Regions from separate parts of the Sus scrofa genome. Here regions 1 and 3 are each linked to region 2. Evidence: chromatin contacts called from public HiChIP or PLAC-seq data. All regions are on one chromosome and are shown on one strand. Each heading gives the region's core, a stretch centred on a gene start, on an enhancer-like site or on the middle of the called end of the contact. The rest is flanking DNA. Distances are from core to core; before and after follow the strand shown.

What was found. HiChIP or PLAC-seq counts read pairs in DNA pulled down with a chosen protein or histone mark.
Region 1: a contact with region 2 is called in an H3K27ac HiChIP or PLAC-seq map of alveolar macrophages. The contact joins the promoter of CBLL1 here to the enhancer-like site in region 2. A contact is called at or near these places in 5 of 47 Hi-C or Micro-C datasets (alveolar macrophages, embryonic fibroblasts, fetal skeletal muscle and 2 more) and 2 of 2 datasets of contacts at active chromatin or transcription factors (alveolar macrophages and skeletal muscle).
Region 3: a contact with region 2 is called in an H3K27ac HiChIP or PLAC-seq map of alveolar macrophages. The contact joins two enhancer-like sites. A contact is called at or near these places in 2 of 2 datasets of contacts at active chromatin or transcription factors (alveolar macrophages and skeletal muscle).

What each region holds. Positions count from the first base shown.
Region 1 is chr9:107,453,195-107,457,803 of Sscrofa11.1, forward strand. It overlaps CBLL1 (E3 ubiquitin-protein ligase Hakai), which reads left to right and starts at 3,067. Exons shown (of 6, transcript XM_003357515.4): 1 at 3,067-3,440. The coding sequence starts at 3,428.
Region 2 is chr9:106,656,152-106,661,137 of Sscrofa11.1, forward strand. No RefSeq gene overlaps it. Among named protein-coding and RNA genes, the nearest start is that of PIK3CG, 46 kb to the right of the region's middle. Within about 2 kb of position 1,275, at least 24 of the 83 cell types and tissues checked have an H3K27ac peak or open chromatin away from gene starts, as enhancers often do. A contact at or near this core is called in alveolar macrophages and omental adipose tissue, where this site is marked.
Region 3 is chr9:106,075,220-106,079,903 of Sscrofa11.1, forward strand. All of the region lies in intron 1 of LOC110255500 (a long non-coding RNA gene), which reads left to right. Among named protein-coding and RNA genes, the nearest start is that of NAMPT, 84 kb to the right of the region's middle. Within about 2 kb of position 3,157, at least 28 of the 83 cell types and tissues checked have an H3K27ac peak or open chromatin away from gene starts, as enhancers often do. A contact at or near this core is called in alveolar macrophages, where this site is marked.

The sequences.
Region 1 (4,609 bases), core at 1,817-4,316, 800 kb after region 2:
AACTGAAAGCATCTTGAAAACCACTTAGTCATACAGAAAACAAAACCACTTAGTCATACATTTTAACAAAAGCAGGAGTAACTTTGACTCACAATTGTCCTTAGTTATGAACACACCTAAAACCTTGTCCACTGTGGCTTAAAGGGGATCACCAGCATCTCTACAGCACCAGAATGCAGGTTCAATCCCTGCCTAGCACAGTGGGTTAAAGGATCCTGCGTTGTGCAGCTGCCTCATAGTTTGCAACTGCAGCTGGGATCTGATCCCTCGCCCAGGAACTTCATATGCTTTGGCGGCCAAAAGAATTAAAAATAAAACCCAAAAAATCACTTGTTTAGAAAGGTGCAGATATAGTGGGGGACGTCTTTAAAAAGGTCCCGGAGTTCCCGTCCAAATGAATCCTACTAGGAACCATGAGGTTGTAGGTTTGATTCCTGGCCTCGCCTCGCTCAGTAGGTTAAGGATCTAGCATTGCTATGAGCTATAGTGTAGGTTGCAGATGAGGCTCCGATTTGGCATTGCAGTGGCTTAGGCAGGTAGGTGTAGCTCTGATTCAACCCCTAGCCTGGGGACCTCCATATGCCAGGGGTGTGGCCCTAAAAAGCAAAATAAATAAATAAAAATAAAAAATAAAAGATCCAATGTTGCTCACATTAAGCTCTTGCTGTTTAACTGTACAGATACAGCACATTGTTACACATACTTTATTTGGAATTCAGCACCATGAAACTGAGCCAGGAGATAGAAGGGCTCCAGGGTAGACATTTGCTACTAGTCTCTTATTTACCCCTCCTTTTTTTTTTTTTTTTTTTTGGCTTTTTAGGGCTGCACCTGAGGCATATGGAGGTTCCCAGGCCAGGGGTGGAACTGGAGCTGTAGCTGCCGGCCTACACCATACCCACAGCAATGCGGGATCCAAGCTGCATATGTGACCTACACCACAGCTCACGGCAACACCAGATCCCTAACCCACTGATGGAGGACAGGTATTGAACTCGTGTCCTTATGGATACTAGTCAGATTCGTTACTGCTAAGCCACAATTGGAATTCCGTACATACTTCTTGAGGCAGGTGATAGGTACAACTAGCCTCTTATTTGCATCTCCTGAGGCAGGAGATAGGTGGGCTCCAGCACCAGCATTTATAGCCAGCCACCTATCTACATATACTTCAAGACAGAAATAACAATAGGCACAAGGCAAATAACTGGTACTTGTCTTCTGTGAACTTGTTAAGCAAACGGTAATAACAGGATCAAAAGAGGGGGCTGGGCCCTGCTTGGACAAAAGACCAAGAGGGCACATACTCCCCATCCTCAGAGTCAGGGAGACCCCTCTGGGTCAGAAAGGGAAAGGGGTACCAGGCTATAATTAGTTTAGATAACCTCATCATGCCTTGCTTTGGAATCCATCTTTCCAAAAGATGCACACCCAGATCAGGGGAGGGCCCTGGGTCTGATCAGGTGTGAAAGATAAAAAAAGATAATTGGGCAAAGGCAGAACTGCCCATATAAGTGGTTTAAATCACCTCTCTGGCAAGCTCCTCATTCAGGGACAGCCACACCCTCACTCTTTGGGTGTGTATTATAACTTTACCTCTGCCTGAGATAAATTAATTCTCAGAGTTTCTACTGTGGCACAGCAGAACGAATCCTGACTAGTATCCTTGAGGATATGGGTTGGATTCATGGCCTTGCTCAGTGGGTGGGGGAGCTGGTGTTGCCTTGAGCTGCAGTCTAGGTCACAGATGAGGCTTGGATCCTGCGTTTGTGGTGTAGTCTGGCACCTATAGCTCTGAATCAACCCCAGCCTGGGAACTTCCATGTGCTGCCAGTGTGGCCTTAAAAAAAAAAAAAAAAAAAAAAAAATTCTGTGTGCTCTCCCACATGTTGTACTGTTTCCAACAATAAACTTTATACCTTTAAAATCTCTGCTTTCAACAAGGAGCAAGAATCAGGGCAATTCTGCTTTCAGCCTCTGCTAGTCTAGTGGCTGGGATTCCCGGTTTTCATCCAGGCTGCCCAGGTTCAATTCCTGAGCGGAGAATTAAAGATTTTGCTCCAAGCCATCACTCACTGCTGTCTCCATGAGATCAAAAGTACTTCTCTAAAAGATCAATACGATAATCTCTGATCTAGGAACTCTGGCATTGAAAGCCTGAATAACACGAGGTAATGCTGTCGTCACCCAGAGACAACAAGAATAGAACCCAAATCCCTGGACTCCCAGCTTGTGTTTTCCACTAATTGCACTCCTTTCTACTCATCCAAGACCGTCAAGTGTGAAAGGGTGGAGAAGGGAGTGAACACAGATGCGCCAGGGCCTGGAAGTGGAGACCCAACTGAAGGCCCTCAGGAATCCCTCTTGGGCACCTGCCTTTTGTTTCAGCTGAGGACGATGAAAGCGGCAGCAACCACGAACCCCCGGGACCAAGAACTGGAACTAGGTACTGCCCATGCTGCTATCTCTTCCTCATTTAAGCCTTTCCTCTTTCACCTCTCCCCTACGGCCAGCCCTAACATGCTCTCCTCACCCTCAGCTCCACCATGCACTTGAGTCCCCGCTTTCCTCTAACAAGAAGCGGCTGCATGGCACCTGCCCTCCAGCTGGCCCTGCATCCAGTCCTTAGGCGGGATGTTCGGAGGGATCCTAGCCCCACAAGCGTTCTGCCTAGAAAATGAATGCTCATCAAGCGTTAGAAATGGGTGGGAATCAGGGCTGATACTCAAGTCAGCTCTGCGTGGATCTCTGCAGTTCTTCACGACAAAGCAAAATGTAGACAGTAAGCATAGAGCCTTTCTTGCTTTGCTGAGAGCCTCACACAGCTCCACCTTCCCCCGGGCATCCTCCCACTGGAGAACGCCTTGCGCAGAGCTCGTGTTTACAGTTTTCCTGGCCGTGGGGGAGGAGACCTCCGCTCGCGGACTCAGGGGGATTCCAAACCGTTACTCCGCCCGCCGGGGTGGGGCCAGCCTAACGGCCGAGCCTGCGCAGTGGGCCCGGCCGGCTCCAGTGTCGCGGCGCACTACATATCCCAGAAGGCAAAGCTCTGCGGAGCGGGCGGCCGCTTTACCTGCCGCGAGCTTAGTTCTGTGGCTACTGCTGCTCCCCTCCTCCTAGGTTCCGGTCGGTCTCCATTCCACAGTTAAAGGCTACTCCCTCTTGAAGCACATGAGAGGAAGCTTTAGCAGTCTCGACAGTGTAGCCTTTCGCGTACTCGCTCTTTCTCTCTCGCTCTGCCTGAACTATGCCTGACTCTCTCACCGGAGTCGGCTAGCCAAGGAGAGAGGAAGACGTCTTTAAGGGCCCCAGCCTGGGCGAGCTGGTCGCACTTCCGCCTCTCGGGCTCCGGAAGGTAGCGCGCACGCGCTCCCTGCGACTCCGGCGCCGTTGACTTCCGCTCCCACTGTGCCCCGCGAGCCGAATCATGGATCACACTGGTAAGGAGGCGGAGGCAGTGGGGGTCCCGGTTCCATGCCCCCTTGGCCGGCCTGGGACTGGTCGCCCAGCCGGCATAGAGGGGTTACGCTCGCCCCACAGCACTGAGGTGTCGCGGGGAAAAAGAAATCTCACAGACCCTTTTCCGTGTCCGGCCAGGGCCTGCTACTTCCCGGCCTACCCTCCGGTGTGGTACCTACAGCCTCAGTGCCGGCAACAGCCGTTCCTTTTCTGTTTCTGCTAAGCTCCGAGCTGGGACAGCGGGCGGCGCAGGCCACGCGGGGAGGAGAGAGCGCCGGCTCTTTTTTTCCTCATTCTGGGTGCCGTGCCCTACGTTATGGGGACTGGCGGGTAGATTCCAATCTCGGAGTCGGGGAAGCCTCATTGAACTGGGAGTCGTTGCGCGAGAGTGGATTGGAGACTTCCTGCTGTCTCAGTCAGCTTTGGGCGGGTGCTGCGGTGGTCACCGCTTGGTCTTTCATGGACTAGAGGTGGGAGAAGGGAGTCGGATATGGTTTTCGGAATCATACCGGGAGCAGCTTTTCTGCTTAAGCCAAAAGCGTGCCCCGCTCTTCGGCTGTGGTCCTTAACCATCAATCTTGAGCTTAAAATCAAGATACTCTCATCCTTTTCTCCAAGTAAGAATGGCTCCACTCTTTGTTGTGTGTCTTTTGGCTTTTGCTTCCTTGTGTTTTTTGGATATTGAATGAGTACCTTTGGAGTTAGACACTGCTCCGTATGGTTATATCTAGGCTTAGAGAAGGCTTTTTCCAGTATTAACTATTAGTCGGGATGTCCTCTGTCATCAGCTACCTACTTAATTTTGTACGTGTATCTTACACACACTCTTCAAGGCCTGAAGATGGAATGGTAAACAAGATACACTGAGTCTATGTTCTTTTTGAGGTTAGGTACTGTTGGGAAAGACATAATAAGTTTTAAAAAAAAAAACCCAAAACTTAAATATTTACAGATTATGATTGCTTTAAAGAAAATAAATGGGTGCCATGGTAAAGACTACTAGGAGGAAGCTCCAGGGAGAGTCAGGAAAGATCTTTTTGGAAAAGTAACATTTGTAAGCTGAAATCTGATGGACGAGAAGAATCCCTCATGGAATAAATCAGGTGGAAAGAATTTACCGAAAGTAAGACTCTGAGGTGGGAAAATGTAG
Region 2 (4,986 bases), core at 25-2,524:
CTGCCAATGGTGAGAGGTTTTGATCCAGATGAGATGGCCTCTGGCAGTCCCCACCATCAGGTGACTCTAGGATTAAGAATGGTTCCATACCTTTCACAGGGCCCACCTGACATGTCAGTGCTTCAGAGCTACAGTGCTTGCAGAATTATCACAGTTACTGAGTGGGATTATTGTGCCTCATTAAACATTAAATATATCTAAAGAATGGCACTGCATAAACATACTATGGGCTTGTAGCATCTTAACTGGATCTAATCATCACATCCCAGAAATCTAAAATCTAATATAGACAATTAGGTTTAGTAGAAGAAGAGGGAAATGAAAGCTTATGACCGGGACAGTTATAAGAAAGAGGCTTATTAAAAGTGAATGTGGGAGTTCCCCCCGTGGTTCAGCGGTAACAAACCCAACTAGTATCTATGAGGACATGGGTTCTGGCCCTACTCAGTGGGTTAAGAAACTGGCGTTGCTGTGAGAGCTTTGGTACGGGTCACAGACTTGGCTCAGATTTGGCATTGCTGTGGCTGTGTCTGTGGCGTAGGCTGGCAGCTGCAGCTCTGATTCGACCACTAGCCTGGGAATTTTCATATGCTGCAGGTATGCCCCTGCAAAGACCACCCTCAAAAATAAATAAATAAATACATAAATACATAAATAAATAAATAAATATGAATGCAGTGGGAAAGACACTATTTATCTGTCTCTAGTCCTAACAAACGGTAGTGTTCTTGGTATCAGCTATTTTCCCACCTGTCCAGTAGGTGTCAGTGTAAGACAGTGTTCCTAGAACTGACGAAGCTTTAAACGAGAAACAAAAAATAGACTATGAAGTTATAAAAGAAAGATGTAATAAAGATGGGGCTACAAAAATTCCACATAAGATTTTAAATGACATTATTTAAAAATAGGCTGACCTAAACAAAAATTCCTCATGGGTGAGATGACAGAGTTGGACAAGGGGGGGCTCAGAAGACCCCATCTGGCTTTCAGATTCCTTGTGAAGTCAGCAGGAATTCCTGCTCTGAATGCATCCAGCAGAACTCAGCATTGCTGTAAGAGCTGGTCACTATTAACTAGTACAAGAACCAATGAACAGCCAGCCAGACCCTTTAAAAAAAAAAGAGAGAGAGAGAGAGATACTTCCCTGCTTCTCAGAGATTTACCAGATAAAACAGAAATCCTATAATCCACAGAAATAGATCATTACAAGGATTATAAAAGTGAACCAAGGAAAAAGGGGAAACGAAGGTCATATGAGCAGTGTGTAGAATATGTTGAGTCATGCAGGGTGTGCTGCCTGGAGTTGTCCTTTGACCTGGAATGGAAGAGAAGAGAGCCACAAAACCAGGGCTCCACCTGAGCCCCGCCCTTCTGCTCTACATGCAATTTTCCTCCTCCGAATATGAATGAATGCACTTTATACTCTGATAAAGGGCAAGCAATAAATAACATTAAAAAGAATTATTTTTTTAATTCACTCTATAAAGGTACTATTGATATGATAAAGGAAAAATAAGGGGAAAGGGCATATCTACTGAGTACCTCACACACAGAGTATGTCATATGATCCTTACCAAAATCCTGAGATACACTGAAGCACTATGCTGTACACCAGAAGCTAACAACACGGTAAATCAACTAGACTTCAATTTTTTAAAAAAATCCTGAGATGTAAGCGATATTGTTCTTATTTTTAGATAACGGATCCAAGGCTCACTAAAGTTACATAACTTGCCTGAGATTACAATAGCTAATACTGATGAGCAAGTACTCTGCACCAGATATGTAAATGCACCAGCAACAATCCTATGAAAAAAGTTACTATGTGTTCATTTTGCAGAACAGGACATTAAGTCTCACAGAAAAGAAGTTCTTGCTTCCCCAAGGTCACAGAGCTCCGAATTAGTCCAGCTGAAATTCAAACTCACGGGCTGCATGTGGGTTCTCTGGAGAGCAGACTGAAATGGAATGAAGGCTGCAGTGTTTATTGCGGAATGCCTTAGGATTAGCACCTGTGGAAGGAAGGCATGAAAGCAGGACTGGGAGGCCCATGTGAATTGCTGGGCCCTGGGCCAAATAGCTAGGCTTATATACACCTGCCATAATCCGTCATTGGCTGTGGACATGGCCTAGGCAGCTGAGGCAGACCCTGAGGGGCTAGCAGCTGACAAGCATCTGCTGATCACACCCCTTTCTGGAAAGGACATCTGGGCAGCCCCTCCACGTTCCTCGCACCCTGTCTGTGTCTTAGCCCAGTTCACATTTTTTGGCTACAGCATGATGGTCGAGGCCAGAAGGGAGACAGGAGACCTTGATGGAATTTTCATCGTGGGGCTGCTGCTGATGAGGCCGGGCCCCAGCTTCTCACCCCTTAGATGCTTCAAACAGCATCAGCAGAAGTCGAGAAAGGGGTGGAGGCTGACAGCGCTGACTCAACAGCAGGGTCAGTCATTAAATGATTGTTGTTGATTGACACCATCTAGGTAGCTTAGAAAGGGAGGTTCCAACCCACTCACAGACCCGATAGTTGGTCTGGGCACTTCCGTGGTATAGGAACATCTGATCACCGGCTGCTTGCCCCTCACTCCCTGCAGATGCCACTGAGATGGCAAAGCCACCCAGTGTGCCCAGCACTGGCCTGGCCTGCTGCCTGCCTGCCTGCCCCGCCTGAGGTGAGTAGGCTGGTTTCCCTTTGGAAATAGAGCCGCCTGTGCTACTTCAAGCAATGACCATAGCAAAATGCCACCCTGAGTGGCCAGAAATTCTCATACTTCTACTTGAATTCAGAGAACAGCTGACTTGACAGAAGGCAGAAAGCGGGTGAATTTAGCTCGCCTGGGAACAGATGAGCATAGAGCCAAACCAGCTTTCTGTGGTGAAATTCCTCAGCCCTGTCATCCCAGTGAAGTGTGGAAGAGAGGCTGGAAAGCTTGCAGAACTGGAACCTCATCACCTCATGGGTCTGCAGCCCATGTCTGCCATAAACCCCAGCACGGTCATGGGCCCCCCACCCCACCCCATGAACTTGGTTGCCTTGGATCACCCATTTCCCGCTCCTGGAACTGGACCTCCCCTTGGGCACAGTCAGGAAAACCCAGCCAAAGCCTCCATTCAAATACTGCTCCTTGAAACCATCCATGCCCACCACCCCCGTCGAAAGTAATTTTAATTCCTTTGGCAGCTACCACTGAAGTTTTCAGTTGTTTGACAAGAGAGTTACTAACATTTTAAATTGTACATAAGAATCACCACAAGGGCTTGATGAAAAGCCAGATCCCTTGCTTCTGGGCTCCAGACCTGCTGATTCATCAGGGATGGAGAGGCCTGAGAGTCTGCATTTTCATAATCAGCCCTGCTATCCCCCATGCACATGATCCATAAGGAATAGTTTGAGAAGTCCTGGCATCGTGATCTAAAAAGATTTCCTCCCTCCAAAAGGGAGTCTACACTTGCTGTAGAGTCGATTTCCTCAAGTTCATGTTTAGATGCAATAGGAGGTAGAGACCCTGCTATATTCATTGCTTTCTTTCCTACAGTATCTAGCGTAGAGTTTCAAACATTGTGGACTGGTCAGCTAAGTCTTTTTGGTCTCCTGGTTTTTGTTTCACTCTTCCAAACAATTTGGGGTTTGTCAGAAGCCCACTTCTCACTCCTGCTTTGCCCATATTTCCACCTCCCATCCCCAGGCTCCTACATAATCTGCATAAGCCACTGAGCTCTGCCTTCACCCCACTCAACCTGCTCCTTCTGTAACCTTCCTTTAGTAGGTCCCTTCACCCCACTCAATCTGCTCCTTCTGTGACTTCTTTTAGTAGAGTTTTCAGTTGTTTGATGAGAGATTTTGGCAGGATTTTTAAAAAATTCTCTGTTTTACAAAAGACCATATTTTATTCTAACTTTTAAAACATACATGTTCATTGGGCATATTTTAGAAAATTGAAGCATAAAGAGGAAACCGTACTGGTAATCTCAGTTTCCTCTTTGGTGTGCTTTTTCGCACATCCAGATCCCACCTTCTGGGAGCTATGTCGACAGCCTTCATTTTCCTTTGGACCTTCCCTTCTTTTCTGAGAAGGCTGGCACCTTATCTCAGATTTAGAAGGGAGATTTGAAGGGAAGAGGGAATCTAAAGGCGGTTATAAATAAACAAAACTGGTTCTGTGATTTAGCCCCACCTATCCAAAATTAAACACATATGAAACTAGTGGTACGGCTTTGACCAAGCACACTCTGGAAATGTTTGGGCAACGGCATTTCAGAGAACTCAGAGTCTTCTTGCTGGCTTTCAGGATCCACTTAGCAAAACAGGTAGATGATTAGGAGAAGGTAGGGATAATATGCACAACAATAAAAATAAAAAGCAAACATATACGACATCCTATGTGCTGGGGACGGGTATAAACATGCATTGCATGCATTAACTTCACAACAGCTCTATGAGGTAGGAATTATTACTGCTACCACTTGACAAAGGAGGAAAATGAGTCACAGAGAGGTTAAGTAACTGGCCCAAGATCATACAGCTAGTAGTGGAATTTGAACCTCATCAGGCTCCAGAGTCCATGTTCTTAACTATTAACTGCAAGTTAATGAGCATGCCAACAATTATAACATTTACGTCATTTAAAGACTGTAAGTAACACTGCACTTGAAATTTTGTCCAAGGTCCCAAACATTCCAGAGTGTTTGCTTAGGAAATAAGACTAGTCAAAAAAAAAAAAAAAAAAAAAAAAAAAAAGGAGTTCTCATAGTGGCTTAGTGGTTAACGAATCCAACTAGGAACCATGAGGTTGCGGGTTCGATCCCTGGCCTCGCTCAGTGGGTTAAGGATCCGTCGTTGTGAGCTGTGGTGTGGGTTGCAGACGCAGCTCGGATCCTGCATTGCTGTGGCTCTGGTGTAGACTGGTGGCTACAGCTCCAATTAGACCCCTAGCCTGGGAACCTCCATATCCTCCACAGGGTGTGGCCCTAGAAAAGACAAAAAAA
Region 3 (4,684 bases), core at 1,907-4,406, 580 kb before region 2:
GCTAGGGGTCAAATTGGAGCTGTAGTTGCTGGCCTACAGCACAGCCATAGCATCCAAGCTGCGTCTGTGACCTACACCACAGCTCAAGGCAATGCTGGATCCTCAACCCACTGAGCAAGGCCAGGGATTGAACCCGAGTCCTCGTGAATCCTAGTCAGGTTTGCTAACCACTGAGCCACAATGGGAACTCCCGAATTTTTTTTTTTTTTTTTGGCAGCGCCTACAGCATGGGGAAGTTCTCAGGCCGGAGAACAGACCCATGCCACAGTGGTAACGATGCTGGATCCTTAACTGCTAAGCCACCAGAGAATTCCTGAAATTGGAGTCTTTGCAAAATGATTACCAAAGTTATTTTCAAAATTACACAAAAGTCTAAAAAATAGAACAGATGCAGCCAAGGACTGAATTAGAAATCTGGAAGATAAAGTTGAAAAAAAGAAATCTGAAAATGGGAGAAAATTAGAAATCATCTTCCCTCTAAAGTCAAAAGAGAAGGAAAAAGACTGGGAAAAGATCTAAGCAGTCCACCCTCCAGTTCCTCCAGTAGGATTCTCAGAAGATGGAAAGAGAGCAAAGAGAGAGGTTGTGACCCTTCTCAAAACAGACAAGTGCCTGGATCTTCAGACTGAAGGAGCCCAGACAGATACATATTGGTGACATTTTTGCCCTGCAAGGATAAAAAGAATATCCTTAAGGTTTACACAGAGAAAACATCAAGATTGCCTGGCCAAAGTCACACTGGATCAGAAGACTCCAACCAGCAACACTGGACAATGAAAGAAAGGGGAGTGTCAAGTCCTGGATTCCGAGGAAAGTGATTTGAACATATAAATACATACCGGCTAGGCTATGTGTAAAAATATCTCCAGGCGCAGGCAAGGACTCTGAAAGATTGTCTTCTCTATGCTTTTTCTAGAAGAGTTGCTCAGCGCTGTACAGAGCCAAGCAGAAAAGGAACCCAAGAAAGAGAAAAACAGGCACTCCAAGAAACCTATCTAAGACGACAATGTCAAGACATCCTAGATCCATGACACTTGCTCCTCACACCTGAACGGCAGCAAGTCCAAGTTAGAACAGGAAGTCAGAGGGCTCCATGGAAACAGTCTTCAGGAAGAATGTGGGTAACAGCACAACAGTCTTGTGATTGGTGCATGATTTTCCTAATTTTTCTACCAATATAAATCAGGATCTAGAAGTGTCACAACAGCCTGCTATCCATGAGATGGTGACATAAGCCTTTTTATGTTTCCCCCTAACAAGAAAAAGAATGGCCACTAGATATTCTGGGAAATAAGGGAAACACTCTCATGGTCTGAAAACAAAGCAAGTCAGATGGTGGTATGTGAGAAATCGTGATGGATCCTCTGAATTAATTATAATCTGTTTGAACTTGTAATGGATACTCAGTATAAGAATTTTCCTGTGCTGAGTATGAGTTTTTTTAATTTGTAAAAGAGGTTTGCCATTTTTATAGCATACTTTTTTTTTTTTTTTTTTGGTCTTTTGTCTTTTTGTTGTTGTTGTTGTTGCTATTTCTTGGGCCGCTCCCGTGCCATATGGAGGTTCCCAGGCTAGGGGTTGAATCGGAGCTGTAGCCACCGGCCTACGCCAGAGCCCCAGCAACGCGGGATCCGAGCCGCGTCTGCAACCTACACCACAGCTCACGGCAACGCCGGATGGGTTAACCCACTGAGCAAGGGCAGGGACCGAACCCGCAACCTCATGGTTCCTAGTCGTATTCGTTAACCACTGCGCCACGACGGGAATTCCCCTACTTTTCTTTATATTCAGCTTTTCCCTTATAATTTTTTTGAAGAATCATGCAGAGAGTAAACTTAGGTATAAATTTTGTCCTTATTCTTTCTCAAAAAAAAAAAAAGGAAATATGGGTTTGGGGTTTTTCACATTGTAATGGTGACTTTGAATTTTGATTAGACAGTCATTTAAACTCAGCATCTGGAAGCTTAAACTTATGGCCATTAAGACGTATATGCTTGGAGTTCCTGTCGTGATGCAGTGGAAACAAATGTGTTTGTGGGTTTGATTCCTGGCCTTGCTCAGTGGGTTAAGGATCTGAGGATCTGGCGTTGCCATGAGCTGTGGTGTAGGATGCAGACATGGCTCCGATCCTGCATTGCGGTGGCTGTGGCATAGGCTGGCAGCTGCAGCTCTCATTCAACCCCTAGCCTGGGAACCTCCATTTGCTGTGAGTGAGGCCCTAAAAAAAGACCAAAAAAAAAAAAGGTATATGCTTAAAAACATGCCATTAACACTAATGTCAGTGCCTCATATTTTCATAATCTTTTTGAAGAATTTCTTAGTAACCAATAGGTCTTGTTTTGAAGAAATATATAGATATACAAATTCCAGCCACTCCTCTAGTTTCACTTCAGCTTTTTTCTGATGAATCCAAGTAAAATTATCTGAGTTTTTTTTTTAGAAATTTTATTTTTTATTGAAGTATAATTAACATACAACATTCCTTTAGTATCAGGTGTACAATGTAATGATTCAACATTAAATAAATATTTATAGCAGTTACCTCTGAATAACTGTGGGATTAGGATGATGTGTGTATGATTTTCCTAATTTTTCTACCAATAATATGTATTGCTTTTATAATAAGAAAATAAACCCCGTTAACATTTAAGAAGAAAAAAAGATTTCTATTAAAACTTCCTGAATAGGAAGTCCTTCTTGAGGCCCCACTTCCTGCTAATCATTGCTGTCGCCCTTGCAAACTCATTTTTTAAAGGAGTGCATCTATTTACTGATACGGGGTATAGCTTTGCATGTTGAATGCTTCTGCCTAGAGTGTTTTAGTTTCTCAAGGACCAGGCCTGAGCATCTGAACACTGTTCCTGTTCCCCTGGCCTGGCTCACCCCACCTCGGGCTGCCCCCACTAGATCCTGGAGGGCCTCTGGCTGTGCCTCCCACGCTCAGCAAACTCTCACAGGCACCCCACATGGGGTGAGAGAGAGACAGCAGGTCCAGGCTGGGGTAAGCATGGGGTTGGCAACTCACGCTGCAAGAGCTTCAAGTTCTCTCCACCAATCATTAGACTTTCAGAGTTGAAAGTATAAATCAGAAGCCCAAGTGCTTACATATGTGTCACATCAGCTCAGTAAACAAGATAGTCTGAGGAACAGACTCAGCTCAGGGACTCTTCCCATACGTCAGTAGTTGTGGGGACAAAGCATTTTTGGAGACATGAATCAGCTCACTTATTTGTAGAGATTTGGGGAACTGTCACAAGGGCCTGAAAGCATAATGAACACAGGAAACTCACATGTTGGTATTACCATGAAAAAGCCTTTCATGAAAAGGAGAGAGAATAGCAAGAAATTTGTTTCTTCCCCTGAAACCATAGACTGTTCTGGCTGCGGTGCTTTCCTGCAGGTGAGGAAGGCCTCTAGGAGAGAGAGAGTAGAAAGAGGAAAGGAGAAAATGGAGAGAAGAGCAGGAGCCTGCGAGGAGGAAGAAATCCCGAGAGCCTTGGGTGCTTCATACTAGACCGTGAGTCATAGTGATGCATAGATCTGTGAGTCACTTTCCTTTCTTGGCCCTCAGATCTTGGTGTTAGCTTGATTTTCCTCTCTATGTTCTGCTTGTAGCATCTATACTTCGAAGAGGGCAAGGCCATTTTTAGCATCTTCATAGCCCCTGGCATGTTGCCTGTGAGAAGGCCAACCCATTAGAAGGCATCTACAGGCCCAGTTCATAATAATCTTCTGCTAAATATTTTTGACAGGATATTCTATGCACAATATGGAATTGCCATTTTTAAAGACCAACTGTCACATATTCACAATTTCATACTTTCAAACTAATAATTTTGCCTTTGAAATTATTTGGCTGTATGTGCTGCATTTAATTTATCATTGGCTATGATTTCTCTGCCCCTACTACACATAGGCTGGGAATTTACACAAAATGAGAACTTTTAACCTACTGATTATTATTAGTTCATGGATACCAAAGGGAATAATTAATGGTGTCGATTTAATGTGGCATCTGTAAACCATCCGCTAAACGGCTGTTAACTCAAACCTCCTCATTGTCATCTTTATTTTGGAGCTGTGGCAGCCTGGCTCCTGGTGGCTGGCTCTGGTGGGTGATTGGTGTGCAGGAGGTTTATTAGCAGAGCTACTGGTTGGCACCTTTTGGGGAAGGGTAAGAACCCCACTGGACAGAGGGATGGACAGAGGCTGCAGAGTTCTCAGCTACCCCATAGAGAGTTTGGGGCAAGGTTGGCCTGCATGTTGCCAGTTTAGGGCATCAGTCACTGGATGCAGTCTGCCTTGGGAAGGGGCAGTCTGGAGAGGGCCAGCTGCTGAGGGCTGTTAGCTAGCGTTCCCTGCCATGCTCAGTGGGGGTCTGGGTAGCAAAGCATAGCATCTATGGCAGTGCCAATTTAATGAAGGTCTAGTGGCACCTTAGCCCTGGGCCTGGGGGACAGAGGGGTCGATGGCCTGTGTGAGGAGCTAATGGGGCTTGAGGTTCTTTTTTTTTTTTAGCTTTTTAGGGCCACACCCACAGCATATGGAAGTTCCCAGGCTAGGGGTCAAATAGGAGCTGTAGCCACTGGCCTATACCACAGCAACACAGGATCCAAGCCAAGTCTGTGACCTATACCACAGCTCATGGCAATGCTGGATCCTTAGCTTACTGAGCAAGGCCAGG